2 separate regions of the Ovis aries genome follow, and region 2 is linked to region 1. Evidence: chromatin contacts called from public Hi-C data. All regions are on one chromosome and are shown on one strand. Each heading gives the region's core, a stretch centred on a gene start, on an enhancer-like site or on the middle of the called end of the contact. The rest is flanking DNA. Distances are from core to core; before and after follow the strand shown.

Region 1 (3,441 bases), core at 87-2,586:
CAATGAGACGAATCTGCTCCGCGGCCAAGCTCAACTTCTGCAGATGGTGCACATGGGCAGTCACATGGCCAGGCTGTGGGGAGATGGCACATGCCAACAGGGAGAGCCTCTGGCTGGAGGTCAAAGGGCCAAGGCTTTGCCCCCACATAGGGGCAGGAACCAGGGTGGACACACTTTGCTTTGCTGAAACACAATCATTGGTCCTGCTGCGTGACATTCAAAGCTCACACCAGAACACGTCCAATGCTACAAGGGCCAAGGCCACGGGATCATATGTTGAACACAACTTGTTCAGCCTAAAGGGTGCCCCTCTGGTCTGAGTTATGAAGCATTTTACCTGATGTTAACTGTTCTCATCTAAAAAAAAAAAACAAAAATTCATCATTTTCCCCCCAAACTAAGGGACAGCTGAGCATAATTATAACCACTAGTAAAATTCTCAGAATCAGTCCATCAACCCCAAGCCCTGAGATCAACCATTTTCACTCTGTCGTGTTCTTTCAGTCATCATCAGTAATTTTTCTTCCCCCTAAAACATAGAAGCCTATATATTCAGTAAGTATTTGAGCTGATGTGTCTGGGCAAATGCCATTCTGACGACCCACCCCCAAGGATGCCTTCCTTCGCCAACCCGCATTTCCCGGTGTGCCCTGCTCACAAGGGAGCCATTCAGAGCCAGGGAACACCCACTTGAGGCAGGAAGAAACTGCAGTTCATCTCACGCAGGCGGGGTGGCCGCAAAGCTCTCAAGCATCCAAAGAAATGCTCCTTTCATGAGCTCCCCTTCCTGGCCAAAAAGAGTGGCCATTGTTCTGCGGGGAACAATTGGGGGCCGATGCCAGCGGCTGAGAGCACAGTCCCAGGAAGGGCTGCTCCCAGTCTGCCGACATCTTGGGCTGGGAGAAATTCCACATTGTCTCCAGACAAGGAGACTGAAGGGGAGCAGGGATGAAAAGCCATCCTCGAGGGCACTATCAAAATGAAACATCGGGGGGGGGGGGGCCCAGAGGGGCAGCCCAATCGTTCTGTGAGACGCAGAGACTTCCAACTGCCCCAGAGAGGAGGGGTTATATAATCACCTTCCTTGGCCACTCCTGCCTGCGTGCGTGCTCAGTCACTGCAGCCGTGTCCGACTCTTTGCGACCCCAGGGACTCTAGCCCGCCAGGGTCCTCTATCCATGGATTCTCCAGGCCAGAACACTGGAGTGGGTTGTCATGCCCTCCTCCAACGGATCTTCCTGACCCAGGGTCTGAACCCATGTCTCCTGTCTCCTGCACTTGGCAGGCAGCTTCTTTACCACTAGCGCCACCTGGGAGGCCCTCAGCCATCCCTACACTCACTCAACTCAGGACAGGCGCCCTTAGGGAGCCGGCGCCAATCCTGTGGGAAGTCAGGAGGGTCACTTACACTATGGCCTACTTGGAACAGCTTCAGATCTGCCCAGTGAAGGCAAAGCTGGCTTCTGTGGGACCTCTCCCCACAGGACCTGAGAAATCTGCCTGCGTCGGGGTGGAGGAAAAGGGCCCCAATGCTGAAACTGAGCCTGAAAGAGGTGGCTGTGCCCGTGCTGACAGAAGAGAAAAAGCCAGTGGCCTGGGGTGGGTCCTGAGCTTGGCATATCTGTGGGGCAGAAAGGGGCTGCTGTGCTGAGACATGGCATGCACAGGGCAAGGGGAGAGAGGAGGCCAGAAGCCAGATCAAACAGGACTTAATTCTAAGCGCAGGGGGGATGGGAGGCCTGTTCTGAGCAGACTCGGACTTTACAAAGATGTCTCTTGCCTCGGTATGGAGAACAGACTGAGGGGTTAAGAACAGAGGCAGGGCGCCTGGGAAGAGGTGAGCAAGTGCTACTTTGGCTGACGGCAATGTTGATGGATATGACTTGGAGGTCACCCCAACAAGGCTCCTTGGGACCAAGATCTGAAATGTTCCTCACATACCCAAGAATATTGGGCAGCCATTAAAAGTTAGACTCCCAAAGAATACTTAAATAACAAAGGAGAAAAACTCAAAAGTACAGTGAATGAAAAAAGGTTTAAAAATATGATTTCAGGTCTGCCTAAAATGTCCGTGTGCCTACGTGACATGGATACTTATTGATGAATGCAGAAAATGATGTACATTAGTGGTAGGAACCACCATAGTTTTTTTTTCCCCTACCTTTCCTATACATTTACACATTGTTATTTTAACGGCATGAAAAAACTCCATTATGGTAAAGGCTTTTCAATCCTGTTTTACACATAGGGAAACCAAAGCTCCAGGAATGAAGTCAAGCTTTCTTTTTTTTTATTAAGTGTTTTTTGTTTTTTTTTTTTAATGTAGACCACTTTTAAAGTCTTCATTGAATTTGTTACAATATTGCTTCTGTTTTCTGTTTTGGTTTTCTGGCCACAAGGTATGTGGGAACTTGGCTTCCTAACCAGGGATCCAATCCACACCCCCTACACTGGAAGGTGAAGGCTTAACCACTGGACCACCTAGGAAGTCCCTGAAGTCAGGCCTTCTGATCTGATTCCCACCCCACACAACCCTGATGCTAAGACTGGGACGAAGAGTCACACAGTTTCATCTGTTTTTCTACAGGTTAATCAGCTACTAAATGGTCTGCTTTCCACAGATAAATATGCTCAGATAAAATCCTGTTTTCCTAATAAAATCTCTTTGCTCCCCTGGTGAGTAAGCCTGTTAAACATCTCTCTGCCAGCTACAGCAAATAGCCAGCTCGCTGTATCAACTCAAGGCAACTTTGGTCCAGAATAATCCATGTACAACATTCCAGTGGCCAACAGAACAAGGGTAATCAATCACTACAGGGTTTGGATAGTCCGAAGATGAAATGTGATGCTGGGTAAGAAATGTACTTCCAAAAGTGCCATTCTTCATCTAATAGTGAGACTAGAATCTGGCTTACTGGGCTATTATGAAGATTACATGGAAACCTTTTGCAAAGACTCTACAAGCCAGAAGGAGCTTCACAGAAGTGAGCTAGGATCTTCAGAAGTATGACTACCTCTGAAAACACGAGGCCACCCTAAGAGCAAGCTGTGACCTAAAGAGAGGGGGCCAAAAAGGGAAAGGAAGAGAACACGAGGAGGGTCAGGGGAGGAGTGACTCTGCCCAGATTCAAAGGGGCAGAGACACACCTCTCACTGCAAAGAGTGGTATGGAATTTGTGACCATTTCTAATCTAGATGCCCTAGGTTTGTGGGACAGAGAGAGGCAAGCTGGTGAAGACTCATTAGAGCTCACTTTGCTTTGACCAACGGAGTACAAAGGAAGTTCCAAGCCCAGGCCTTAAAAGATGGGCAGCTTTTACTTCCTGTATCTTGGAATACTCAGTCTTCCAAGGAATACCTGTACACAGGTACAACCAAGCTATTGTACCTGTGAGGAGATCCAAGCACCGTGGAAAGGTCTACGTGGGGAGAAACCGAAGA
Region 2 (3,021 bases), core at 247-2,746, 37 kb after region 1:
TGCAAGACTTCAACAGGCTCATCGAACTCCCTCCCCAAATCTCACTGCTCCAAGAAATGGCTCCTCAATCTCCTTTAAGAACGCAGGCCAGGAGCTCTGATTACTTGGCTCCAAAGCCAGCAAAGTTCAATTCAACTTCATATTCAAACTATGCCTCCCATGCTGAATTCTTTTTTTAGAAAAAAGGACATCCCCAAATTATCTCTCTCAACAGCTAAGCATAGAACAACCTGATAAAGTTACAACAACCCATCTACACCAAACTCTCAAACACCTGGTAGCACATTCAACTCTCCATCTGAACTGATGTCCTGTAAACACCACCTCCCTGCACAGAAGTCTGGCTTCCAAGCTTATTTAGGGAAACAGCAGGCCCGGCTCTTAAGTTAGAACTCTAGGCTATAACCGTGCTGTCCCAGGCTGTAGCTCTCACCAAGGCCAAACTTCACGGTCACCATTAAAACTCATTCTGAAGTTCACAAGTCGAAGAGCTTCTCAAATCATAGAGATTAAAATACGCATTTTAAATCAGCAGCTGAGATGGTGTGAAATTAACTTGAAATTTACGGCAGAAGCCTTCTAAACCCAGAGAGCCATTTCTCCGAAGACATTTTCCCAAATATTCCTGCAGGTGAAGACGGTTTTCCAAACACTGAGTGAAAAGGTGAAAAGGTAGTAGCAGGCTTCCAAAGAAGCCCAAGTGCGTCTGTGTGTGAAGGGGTGACCCCAAGCCTCTGAGCTCAGGCTCCGGCGGCTGCGGCGCCCTTCCCCGCCTCCGGAGGGGACTCAACGCCCCAACCTCGGGATCTGACCAAGCTGGGAGGCGCGACCCTCGGTGGAAGCCCGGGAGGCAGTCCGCAGGCCGGCCGCACACGCCCACGGCCGACGCGCAGGCCCCGCGTTCCCGGGAGCGCGGGCCGGGCTGAGGCCTGGCCCATCGCCGCGGCGCGCAGCCCGGGCCCGGACTCTGGGCGCCCCCAGCCTGTGCCTGAGGGGCCGAGAGCAAAGGGCGGCTCTACCCGGGCCCCGCCGCCGCCTCACCCGCAAGGACGTCCGCGACCGTGTCCCGGCCCCGGGCCAAACAGCGAGCAGCAGCAGGTGTTCCTCGGGAGGCTCCGCCGGCGACGGAGATGGGGGGCCTGGGCTGGCAGGCTCGGCGGCAGTGCACGGGCGGCGCACTCACCGAGCGCCGCCGGGCGGGCCACGGCAGGTGCTCGCTCCTTCCGGCCGCGACACGCTGCCGCCGCCGCTGCTGCTCCCCGGGGACTCGGCGCGAAGCTCCCGCCGCCGCCGCCGCCGCCGCCGAGCCCCAGGAGCGCGAGCGCCGCACCGCAGCCTCCGCGCGAGCACGTACCGGGCGGCGAGAGGGCGCGGAGCGCGAGGGCGGGGCGCGCGACCGAAGCCTAGCAACCCCCTGACACGCGAGTGTCGCAGCCAATCCCGCGGCCAGCTCCGCGCGGCGCCGACCGGCAGTCCCCGCGACGCCCGCTTCTGCCTGCGTCGGCCGCCCCGCAGCGCGCCGCACCCGCGCACAGGCCCCGCCCCCGTCCGCGCCGCGCCGCTCATTGGTCCGCCACGCCCCCGCTCGAAAGGACACGCCCCCATCCTGGAAATCCCGCCCGCGGCCAGCCGGGTCGGTCCGCGGGACACGCCTTGGCCCGTCCGGGTTGCCCGGAGAGCTCAGGACCGGGGGTGGGGGAGGGGCTCCCCACCCAACCTCAGGCATTTGGGCGTCTGAGAGACATCCAGCCTCCCCGGGTGGTCAGGCTGGATAACTTGGCCTGGCCGCAACTGGCCACCCATAGACTGCCTTCCGCCTTCCTGATTTCCCTCAAACTCAGATCAGGTTATTTGTAAGCCAAGAAAACAATCAGGAAGCGTCCTCCAGATTGGAACGATGATGGCCCCGTTGCCCGACTCTTATATTGATGGGGAAACTGAGGCGAGGGCCGGAAGAACAGGAAGCCGGCCCCTCTCCGGGGGGCCTAGCCCCCAGCAGGCGGGCGCGTCCGGGAAGCGCCTCAGGCCTGACCCTCCTCCGTCCTCCTCCTCCTCCTGCCCTGAACACCCGGAATCCGATGCCTCCTCAGCCGCCAGAAATAGCTCTGACCCGCTGGCACTGGTCACTCGCTCGAGGCCCCACATTCTTTCAAGGAGTTGGGTGAATAAAGGGCTGGGAGTTATTGCTGAGGTCTGTCTCCCTTCAAGGAGAGGGTCCTAAAGACTCTCACTCTCCCCAGGGCTTACCTAAACCCACTATCTCAAAGGCCCCAGAGTCCACAGATAAGGGATGACTCTGGGGATGCGACCCGAGGTGGGCTCTGTTCCCCAAACCCTGTTCAGGATGGTTCCATCCCCTTCTGGGCCCGGGGCCAGCCTGGAATTCCAGGCCCGCACTCTTGTCAGCAAACATTCTGAACACAGAACTGGCTGCTGCCTGCCACGGATTCCTCCCAGAGAATCCCAACAGCTTTTGGTCTCCCCTGCTTTCTCCCCCTCGATAGGGAGAACTGGAAGAAACAAATTTCAGAGAGCAAAAAGAAAGCCTTGTCTCCAACACACATACCTGTTTGTGATTCTTTATACTTAAATGCAGAGGCTCCAAGCTTCATTCATTGGAAATGAACTGGAAAAAGAACTGAAAGCCGGGAAAAAGTCCCAAATTCCCTAATCATCCCTTGGATGTTAAGCCTAAAAAATGGATGGCCTCTCAAATCCAGTTTTAAAACTCTGCTGCTTCATAAAGGCTAAAAATGCAGGAATTTATTTGGGTTTATAAACAAAATTCTTTCATTCACTCCTTCAGCTTACAGAGTTTCCCACCCACCCACAAAGGCACACCAGACACTGCTTTGCAGCTTGAGATTCTGCTGGGTATTTTAGTGTCTGACTATATAATTACATATGTGTGTGTGTGTGTGTGTTAGTCGCTCAGGCATGTCCAACTCTTTGTGACCCCATGGACTGTAGCCTGCCAGGCTCCTCTGTCCTTGGGATTCCCCAGGCAAGAATACTGGAGTG

What was found. A called contact is a pair of places that touch in the nucleus more often than the background predicts.
Region 2: a Hi-C map of muscle shows a contact between it and region 1, with 3 times the contacts expected there. The contact joins the promoter of DAG1 here to the enhancer-like site in region 1. A contact is called at or near these places in 5 of 16 Hi-C or Micro-C datasets (liver, mixed tissues, muscle and 2 more).

Annotation. Positions count from the first base shown.
Region 1 is chr19:50,672,010-50,675,450 of ARS-UI_Ramb_v3.0, forward strand. The region is part of intron 2 of DAG1 (dystroglycan 1); the gene reads right to left. Among named protein-coding and RNA genes, the nearest start is that of BSN, 22 kb to the left of the region's middle. Within about 2 kb of position 1,337, at least 6 of the 54 cell types and tissues checked have an H3K27ac peak or open chromatin away from gene starts, as enhancers often do. A contact at or near this core is called in liver and muscle, where this site is marked.
Region 2 is chr19:50,709,004-50,712,024 of ARS-UI_Ramb_v3.0, forward strand. DAG1 (dystroglycan 1) reads right to left here and starts at 1,497. Exons shown (of 3, transcript XM_027957635.3): 1 at 1,355-1,497.